Regions from separate parts of the Mus musculus genome. Here region 1 is linked to region 2. A link is a contact called in public Micro-C data. All regions are on one chromosome and are shown on one strand. Each heading gives the region's core, a stretch centred on a gene start, on an enhancer-like site or on the middle of the called end of the contact. The rest is flanking DNA. Distances are from core to core; before and after follow the strand shown. Region 1 has its middle 42 kb from the start of Gm35891. Region 2 overlaps Pcdh10 (protocadherin 10).

Region 1 (4,984 bases), core at 31-2,530, 5.8 Mb after region 2:
AGCAAATAGCAGTTGTGTGTCTCCAGGTGATGGAAGCGCGTGCCTTTAATCCCGGCCCAGGAGGCAAAAGCAGGTGGATCTCTGAGGTCGAGGCCAGCCTGGTCCACAGAGCAAGTTCCGGGACAGCCAGGTTTGTTTTAGAAAAAAAGAAAACTGGATAATGGCCTATGGAGGGCTGGACATGATGCCCATAATACAGGTCAGGAAGACCATGAGTCTAAGACGAGTCTAGGCCACATAATGGATTCAAGAGCAGCCTGGGTCTAGTGAGTTCCAAGCCAATGTGGGCTACTGAGTAAATCCCTGATTCAAAGACTCCAAAAGAGGGGTACTAAGAGGACCAGCTGAGCTGGATTAGGGTGCCATTCCTGGGCCTTCATCTAACCTTAATTACCCCCTAAATGGCCTATTTAGGGATGAAGGCATAGCTAGAGATTAAGCCTATAGAGTCTCAATTTTTCTATCATGGTACACTCAAGCCTGAGCCTGTTGTTAAATACTATCACCGTGGCAGCCAGGCAGTGTTGGCCCACACTGTGAATCCCAGCACTCAGGAGACAGAGGCAGGCATCTTTGTGAGTCCAAGGCAGCCATAGCTACATAGAGAAACTCTATCTCAGGAAAAAAAGGCGGGGAGGGGGCAGTAAACTTTGTGGACTGGAGAGATGTCTCGGTAATTAAAAGCACTGTCTGCTTTCAATCCAGAGGACCAAGGTTCAATTCCCAGCAACCACATGGAAGCTGACAACTGTCTGTAACTCCACTTCCAGGGATCTGACGCCCTCACACCTATTCACATAAATCATTTTTTAAAAAAATGCTGTTGCATTGGCAGTTAGAGCTTCAACGCACAGGTTTTGAGAGACAGTTCAATCCCTAACAGTGACACGCCTTCACGGGATACAATGACATCACCAGGCGGCAAGACACGGTGAGCACAGGGGGCCCTTCTCATTTTCCTGTTTCCTGTCATACCCGCTATCGCTGGAGGCTTTTATCCCGAGTACGTTGGCAGGGCCTGCATATGCATGTGTATCTGTGTGTGGTACAAGCTCCGAGGCCTTGTAACAGAGATGATGTATCCCCACTGAAGAGAAATGACAGTCCGAATGAGGAGAAGAAGCCAATTTGTCACTTAATGCAGAGCCTGATTGTGCTGCAGCAGGAGCCTCACACCGAGATTGATTACAAACAAGATGACATTTCCCTGCGGGCCGCCTCACGCATTATTATAAATAAATACCACTCGCTTTAGCATCTGCATGGCCATCGATCGAGAACACATTCTTCTGTGCCTTGGGTTCACAGTAAATATCCCGGGGACCACGACGGCCTTTCTTCAATGTGTAAAAGCAGCGTGGCCTCACATGGGACAGTTTCATAAAGTGGGGACTGTCACACAGTCCATGAGAAAAGAAAGCACACACGGAGGCGAACTGACCCTAGGAGTTCATTTCCGAGAAAACTTAGCCTTAAACTGTGGTGGGGCTTTGTTCCAAAGGCTTCGGCAGCTGGACAAAGGCGCGGAAACCTGTGAGCCCAACACTCCAGACGATCCCGGACTCCACAGTGAGACCTTGCCTCTAAGGAGAAGAAGAAGAACACACAGTCTATAGCCCCTCAACAGCTGTTTGGGGGTTGTTTGGAAGTTTGCTTTTTTTAATCATTTTTTTGTGTGCGTGTTTCACATCAGCCCAAGAGAATCAGTTGTGATCTGGGAGTCTTTCCTGAAAAAAAATCACAGTGGAATTTTCGAGATGGAAATAAATCTGTTAAATTTCGAATATCTCTTTTGCCCTTGCCCTGACTGCTCCAAATCTGTCATCTTATGAGTTTCAAATAAATAAGTTATTTTAACCAGCAAAATATAGAGTGACTGTTTTCTATTTATTTCTTTACGCTTTGCTTCGGTGCAAGGGTGAATTTGATCTGCCTGCGGAAATTTTTTTTTTTTCATTTCAGTATCTCTCCACTCATTTTCTATATTCCCCTCCACCTCCTTTTGAAGCTTTTCTATCTGCTCCATCTTTCCCTCCTACATAAACCACGAGTTTGGCATGTTTCTGGCGTGACGTGAGTGCCCCCTGCTGTCAACGATGGTGAACAGCTCCGCAACCAGGCAGGTTCAGACCAATACCGCAGATGGAGAAAAAAACACTACATCCCTGGGCAAACACTGGTAGGATTGTTAAAATGAATAATTTATTAAATCGCGATTGTTTATTGACATCCCTTTCATTATTTACTTCTCAGTTATTAAACATACTCGTGGAGTGCCTGGGTGTTAGCCCTTGGCCCACTCCAACGCTTTTTCCCAGGCAGGGATGGAGCCAGCCCCGTGATTCTCTCTATCCAAGACATTTTCGATCTCTTTTGTCAGGTCGGGGTCAAACTACAGTTGTTCCATGATGACTTTATCAATTCTCAGCTGATAGACTCTAAATGAAAAACTGCCCGCTGCTGCCTCGCCGCCACTTAAGAAGGGGGTTATCTGGGTAATATTCTGTCAATCAGGCAGGGTCTGCGACAGACACCGGGAGTCAAGTGAAATAGGAGGAGAAGATGATTTCAATGTTTTTATTAGTCATTGTCCCCCACATCAAAGACTAGCTGACAGCCATCCCTGTCTGTCCTTCCAAGTCAAAAAGATAAGGGAAGGAAGCCACGCATGGACATTTGAGGGCATGCTCCATTCTGAAGGAAATCAGCAAGTCTGTGTCTTACAGAACGATACCCGTCAGCCCTCACAATGGGGTGGGTCCAGGTCAAAAGCACCAGGCTCCAATGGGAGGAGCATGTCCCAAAAAGAAAAGCTCTAACCCCAGACTTGAAGATACATGCTAGTCTGCACCCGGGAGAGGCCTTGGCTTTTAAGGACAAACTCAAGTTTCCCGGTGGTTTGTTCTCATACAATATATTCGGGTGGCACTTCTCCCTTCTCCCAACTCCTCCTCATTTTTAACAATGCAGGAGTTCAGAAAGGTGTATGTGTAGTATCGATAGATAGATAGATAGATAGATAGATAGATAGATAGATAGATAGATAGATAGATAATGAATAAATGAACCTCAAGGCCAAAAAAAAAAAAAGTGAAAGTTAACAAATTTCACTCTAAAACCCCAAATCTTAAAACAAAGAAGTGATGGTGAGATGGGTCAGTGGGTCAAAGTGTTCACCCTGCATGCCTCGAGATTCCACACTGAAAGGAACAAACCAGCTTCGCTGGCTTCCACACTCAAGCCCACATCCCCTCACACGGTGGAGTACGCCTTTAATCCCAGCACTCAGGAGGCAGAGGCAGGCGGATTTCTGAGTTCAAGGCCAGCCTGATCTACAAAGTGAGTTCCAGGACAGCCAGGACTTTTCAGAGAAACCCTGTCTCAAAAAACCAAATAAATATAAATAAATAAATAAATGAATAAATAAGAGAAAGGCTAATTGATCATGATTGTTATTAGTACACATAGCATAAGTCTCCTCTCCCCCTCCCTCCCTCCTTCCCCTCCCCCTCTCCCCCCTCTCCTCTCTCCCTCCCCTCTCCCCTTTCCCCTCCCCCCTCCCCACTCTCCTCTCTCCCTCCCCTCTCCCCTTTCCCCTCCCCCCTCCCCACTCTCCCTCTCCCCTCCCTCTCCCCCTCCCCTCCCTCTCCCCCTCCCCTCCCTCTCCCCCTCCCCTCCCCTTCCCCCTCTCCTCCCTCTTGTCTTCTCTCCCCTCTCCCCTCTCCCCTCTCCTCTCTCCCCTCTCCCCCACCTCATAAAATAAGTAGCTTGATTCATTTTCCAAAAACTCATTAGAAATCTGCATTGGGTGGGAAAATCACATTATCAGATGTTTTAAAAATAACAATAAATAACATTAGAAATATCATCAAATTATATTCCCTTTGTCACATTAAGTTAAATATGACATTTTTCTCTCACCGCTCTGGGTATTTGAAGGCTCTGTGCTCAGAAAGCACAGAGAAGACGCAGAACAGGGCCAGGACCAAGGCCAGGGCCAGAGTTTTCTGATGAGCACATATGTTCAGCCTGCAGTCCTCCAACTACGTGCACCTATGATGACTAGGAACAGGGGCCAACATCTTCGTAAGGATGTATGCCATGTCACAATGTCAAAAAAGATGGACACCCTTCCTTTACACCAAATTGTCCAGAAAGTTTGTAAGAGAAACATCATTTTAGTGAGCAAGAGCCTTAAATTTGAAAGGAATCTGCCACCCTGGCTTGAGTTCCACTTGTGACTTGATCACGAAGCTTGTTTCCTTGTTGTGTGTTGTATGTTCTTCATAAAATTAAATGTGAGTTTGTCCAGCCATGCATATAAATATCTATCCCAACATCAGCAACATGCAACACATGTGCAGACCCTTCACTTCCTACCTCCATTCCTTCTCTCTGTCCTAGAAGCCATAATTAAAGCGCTGGGGGGGGGGGGGCCTTCTGGCCAGGCACAAGGATGGCAGAGGCAGATGGATCTCTATGAGTTCAAGGTCAACCTGGTCCACATAGCAAGCGCCAGACCAGCCAAGTCTGCGCAATGAGACCCTGTCTCAAAAAAGAGGTGGGGGGGAGGGAAAAGGGGATGAAGGGGGAGGAAGAGCAGAGATTCTACCATTAAAAAAGACAGAAAAAACAGTCATTACTTCCTAAACCCACTGATTTATCTTGTATTGATTAACCATTTGCCTTCCAGTGTCTTCTCTCTGAAAGACCGAGGCAGGTACTCAAACTGCCTTCACTGATTATTGATCCCCAACCCACCCCCCATGAGAGCTGAGGATGGCTTCTCTCTCATTTTAGTCAAACGCTTGACCTCAGAGTCACAAACCCCAACCCGCATTCAGTGATTTTTTTTTTTAAATCAAAGAACTTCCACTAGGGAATTCCTCACCAATGTTGGTTCTTATCTGTTCAAGCTAATAAACCAAGAAATGGAGTAAACAAACTATTACTAAGTTAGACATCATTATAACAGAGTGGTTCT
Region 2 (4,977 bases), core at 589-3,088:
CTTGGACATTACAAAACTTTCAGCTCGCAGGTTTCAGACGGTGGCCAACTCACGGACCCCTTACTTGGACCTCAATCTGGAGACCGGGGTTCTGTACGTAAACGAGAAGATAGATCGCGAGCAAATCTGTAAGCAGAGCCCCTCTTGTGTCCTGCACCTGGAGGTCTTTCTGGAGAACCCGCTGGAGCTGTTCCGAGTGGAGATCGAAGTGCTGGACATCAATGACAACCCTCCCTCCTTCCCAGAGCCCGACCTGACAGTGGAGATCTCAGAGAGCGCCACGCCAGGCACCCGCTTTCCCTTGGAGAGCGCCTTCGACCCAGACGTGGGGACCAACTCCTTGCGAGACTACGAGATAACCCCAAATAGCTACTTCTCGCTAGACGTACAGACCCAGGGAGATGGCAACCGATTCGCCGAACTGGTCCTGGAGAAGCCACTGGACCGAGAACAGCAAGCGGTGCACCGCTACGTGCTGACCGCGGTGGACGGGGGAGGAGGGGGAGGAGGAGGGGAAGGAGGGGGAGGCGGTGGGGGAGCCGGCCTGCCCCCCCAGCAGCAGCGTACTGGCACGGCCTTGCTCACCATCCGAGTGCTCGACTCCAACGACAATGTGCCCGCTTTTGACCAACCCGTCTACACAGTTTCCCTACCAGAGAATTCTCCCCCTGGCACGCTAGTGATCCAGCTTAATGCCACCGACCCTGATGAAGGCCAGAATGGCGAGGTCGTGTACTCGTTCAGTAGTCACATTTCACCCAGGGCTCGGGAGCTCTTCGGACTGTCGCCGCGCACCGGCCGGCTGGAGGTGAGCGGCGAGCTGGACTATGAAGAGAGCCCAGTGTATCAGGTGTATGTCCAAGCCAAGGACTTGGGTCCCAATGCTGTGCCTGCGCACTGCAAGGTTCTGGTGAGAGTGCTGGATGCCAACGACAACGCACCAGAGATCAGCTTCAGCACAGTGAAAGAGGCGGTGAGCGAGGGTGCGGCCCCTGGCACGGTGGTGGCTCTGTTCAGCGTGACCGATCGGGACTCAGAGGAGAACGGGCAGGTGCAGTGTGAGCTTCTGGGAGACGTGCCGTTCCGCCTCAAGTCTTCCTTCAAGAATTACTACACTATCGTGACCGAAGCCCCCTTGGACCGAGAGGCTGGGGACTCCTACACCCTGACCGTGGTGGCCCGCGACCGGGGCGAGCCTGCACTCTCCACCAGTAAGTCGATCCAGGTTCAAGTGTCAGATGTGAATGACAATGCGCCGCGCTTCAGCCAGCCGGTCTACGACGTGTATGTGACAGAAAACAATGTGCCGGGTGCCTACATTTACGCGGTGAGCGCCACGGACCGCGACGAAGGGGCCAATGCAAAATTAACCTACTCTATCCTAGAGTGCCAGATCCAAGGAATGAGTGTCTTCACCTACGTGTCCATCAACTCAGACAACGGCTACTTGTACGCCCTGAGATCCTTCGACTATGAGCAGATCAAGGACTTCAGCTTTCAAGTAGAAGCCCGGGACGCCGGCAGTCCCCAGGCGCTGGCCGGCAATGCCACGGTCAACATCTTGATAGTGGATCAGAACGACAACGCCCCCGCCATCGTGGCGCCCCTTCCGGGGCGCAACGGGACTCCAGCCCGCGAGGTGCTGCCGCGCTCTGCCGAACCCGGCTACCTGCTCACTCGTGTGGCCGCAGTGGACGCGGACGACGGCGAGAACGCCAGGCTCACCTACAGCATAGTGCGGGGCAACGAAATGAACCTCTTTCGACTGGACTGGCGCACCGGAGAGCTCCGCACCGCGCGCCGGGTCCCAGCCAAGCGCGACCCCCAGCGGCCTTATGAGCTGGTGATCGAGGTGCGCGACCACGGGCAGCCGCCCCTGTCCTCCACAGCCACCCTGGTGGTTCAGCTGGTGGATGGAGCGGTGGAGCCACAGGGCGGGGGCGGGGACCGAGGCGGAGGGTCTGGGGAACACCTGCGTCCCAGCCGCTCTGGCGGCGGGGAAACTTCACTGGACCTCACACTTATCCTTATCATCGCCCTGGGCTCGGTGTCCTTCATCTTCCTGCTGGCCATGATCGTGTTGGCCGTGCGCTGTCAGAAAGAGAAAAAACTCAACATCTACACGTGTCTCGCGAGCGATTGCTGCCTCTGCTGCTGCTGCTGCGGCAATGGGAGCTCCACCTGCTGCGGCCGCCAAGCCCGGGCGCGCAAGAAGAAACTCAGCAAGTCAGATATCATGTTGGTGCAGAGCGCCAACGTCCCTAGCAACCCGGCCCAGGTGCCGGTAGAGGAGTCCGGAGGCTTCGGTTCCCATCACCACAATCAGAACTATTGCTATCAGGTCTGCCTCACCCCGGAGTCCGCCAAGACCGACCTGATGTTCCTGAAGCCCTGCAGCCCTTCCCGGAGTACAGATGCTGAGCACAATCCCTGCGGAGCCATCGTCACCGGGTACAGCGACCAGCAACCAGACATCATTTCCAACGGAAGCATTTTGTCCAACGAGGTAAGGCTGAAGGGAAAGAAGCACCATCTCTCATCTCCTCCATCAGAAAGCCTCCTTTAGCCCGGCCCTGCATCTCTTCTGGTGCACTGTGTATTTTCAGGTGTTAGCGTGTTTGTGTGGCTGAGGGAAGGGGAGGATTGGGGGTCACCTTTTATCACCTCTTGGTGTGTAACCTAACTTCTGTGTTCTGTGTTCTGACTGCACTCCACCCCTTTGATTTTATTTTCATTCCCCCCTCCCAGCACCCCCCCCCCCCTTTGCTTCTTTGCAACCTTGGAGCTTCCTCCTCCCTCTTCTACATTTATGGTCCTGCCTTCTTTGAAATCTGGGGAATATATGAGAAAAAGCTTGGCGGGAGAGAGAAGTGTGGGGGAGGGGCCAATCACTGACAAAGGTCTTTTTCTCTTTGCATCTGTCCCAGGCATTAATAAAGTTGCTTCCATTTTGGTTTGTTTATCACTGTTTTCAGTCGCGTGTACCAGTAAGCAATAGATTGTTTAACTTTATATGGTTGCCTAAATTGGATTGCATGTTTAGTGATCAGTTCCTTCTCTGAAAAAAAAAGAAAAAACAAAAAAAACAAACAAAAAAAAAAACACAACCACCAAGTCAATTCTGCTCTGGACAGCTTTAACACAAGCTCTTGAAGCCGAATGCCCACACAGTGTGAATTTGAATGAAGTTCCTCTGGCACAGAATCCTGTAAGAGTAAACTAACTGAAAGCTTGAACAACTGTCTTAAATATATCATTCAATAATAATTACTTCCTTGCCACTTTTAGTTTAGTTTTTTTGTTGGTTTTTTTGTTTTTGTTTTGTAGGAATTGCCTACTGTTGGCTTCTTTCTTCAGCAAAGAATTTGGCTTGTCAATTTCAATTTCTTTTTAAAAGGTAGAGACATAGTGGAAAGTTGGAGGGTGGGGAGTGGGGAGAGCCTTGTAAAGCAAAGTTTGGACTGGGAAGGTGTGTGGGCCTTGGGGAGCTTGCAGAGGGCCTCTGGAGGGAAAATGGAGCAGTGTTATGACAGTCACTCTTGGCATCTCCTTATTTTGAGTCTAAGATATAACTGATTGACTTTCACGAATATTTGTATAGCTCACTTGTATCCTAAGTAACTTTGAAAAATAAACAACAAAATAATTTGAGAAAATATCCAAACTTTTTCTTATTGAGCGTGCTGTTTTTTCTTGTGTCCATCCGTATCCACTTAAACACTCCGTAGACTATTGAAAGACAAGATGCAGACTATGATTAGAGTAATTTTATGGTAGACGCAACAGTTTATTAAACCTAGGTATAAGGGTTTTGTTTGTTTTGGTTTTGTTTTTTTTTTTTTTTTTTTTTTGCATTCTCCTTTTAAATAAGACACATTTTCTCTGGGCCAGCAAGTCTGCTTTGTTTTGCTTTGCTTTGAAAGAAAAAAACATATCACCTGTATCAAAGAAATCTAGATTCAAATGTCTCTACATGTTTCTCTTGTTCCTAGCCAGCAATCACCAGGCTGTGACCCTATGAAAACCTTAAAATTCCTTAAGCACAATATATACATGTGCTTAAATCCAACATTCTGAGTTCTTATTCTCAGAAGCAGGATGGTCGTTGTTCTCTCTGAATTTTAGTGCTCTTTATTTATTTATTTTTTCCTAGAATAAACACCAGCGAGCAGAGCTCAGCTATCTAGTTGACAGACCTCGCCGAGTTAACAGGTATGAACTATTTTCAATCCTTAGTTTTGTGTGTGAAAAGTTTCCTACCAAGTATAAGGAGGAAGTAGATGTGTGTTGTTTCATATGAAAAGATGCAATGCATAAAGCATTTTAAACTGAGGCAGGCACAACTACTCTACATAATTCATTTATCTCTATAAGATTAGCTATACAATGTTGTTCATTTATGTAAAAATTATAAAATACTTTTCCAGCTTCTATGACTTATTCACACTGATGTTCATATATATCTTATTTTTAAAAAGACATAGGCATGTTCTTATCTCCAGTCATAGAATAATGTGTAAACTTCACATGTTTCATGTTGCAATTGACTGTGAAGGCTCCGTTTTTAGGGAGTTATTAAGTGGTAAAAATGAGCTTCATATGGAAATCCAAGAGTCTGCAGCACACATTAGTGACCATGTGGTGGCAGAAGAATGTTTTCTGTGTTTGTTCACCTTTTTTTTTTTTCCTTTAATTCTAACATTCTCCTTTTTATGTTTCTAGTTCTGCATTCCAGGAAGCTGACATAGTAAGCTCTAAGGACAGTGGTCATGGAGACAGTGAACAGGGAGACAGTGATCATGATGTCACCAACCGTGGCCAGTCAGCTGGTAAGTGTTAATCTAATACCCATTATATAGCTGTTTATTTAAATACCTCTCCAATGGATGATGAGTTAGGTGATGGTCTGTCTTCCATTGGTCACTGTGCTCCAAAGAAGGTTGTAAAAATTGTTACATCTTTTGAAGTGTTGAGGTT

Evidence for each region. Hi-C and Micro-C count contacts between places; a contact is called where the count stands out from the background.
Region 1: a contact with region 2 is called in a Micro-C map of embryonic fibroblasts, with 16 times the contacts expected there. The contact joins two enhancer-like sites. A contact is called at or near these places in 5 of 39 promoter capture datasets (cranial neural crest, frontonasal cranial neural crest, hippocampal neurons and 2 more), 12 of 484 Hi-C or Micro-C datasets (cardiomyocytes, cerebellum, cerebral cortex and 5 more) and 2 of 115 datasets of contacts at active chromatin or transcription factors (embryonic forebrain and forebrain).

Annotation. Positions count from the first base shown.
Region 1 is chr3:51,168,336-51,173,319 of GRCm38.p6, forward strand. No RefSeq gene overlaps it. Among named protein-coding and RNA genes, the nearest start is that of Gm35891, 42 kb to the left of the region's middle. Within about 2 kb of position 1,281, at least 6 of the 459 cell types and tissues checked have an H3K27ac peak or open chromatin away from gene starts, as enhancers often do.
Region 2 is chr3:45,379,378-45,384,354 of GRCm38.p6, forward strand. Pcdh10 (protocadherin 10) reads left to right here. Exons shown (of 5, transcript NM_001098172.1): 1 at 1-2,506; 2 at 4,154-4,212; 3 at 4,723-4,829. Among named protein-coding and RNA genes, the nearest start is that of Pcdh10, 3.5 kb to the left of the region's middle. Within about 2 kb of position 1,839, at least 18 of the 459 cell types and tissues checked have an H3K27ac peak or open chromatin away from gene starts, as enhancers often do.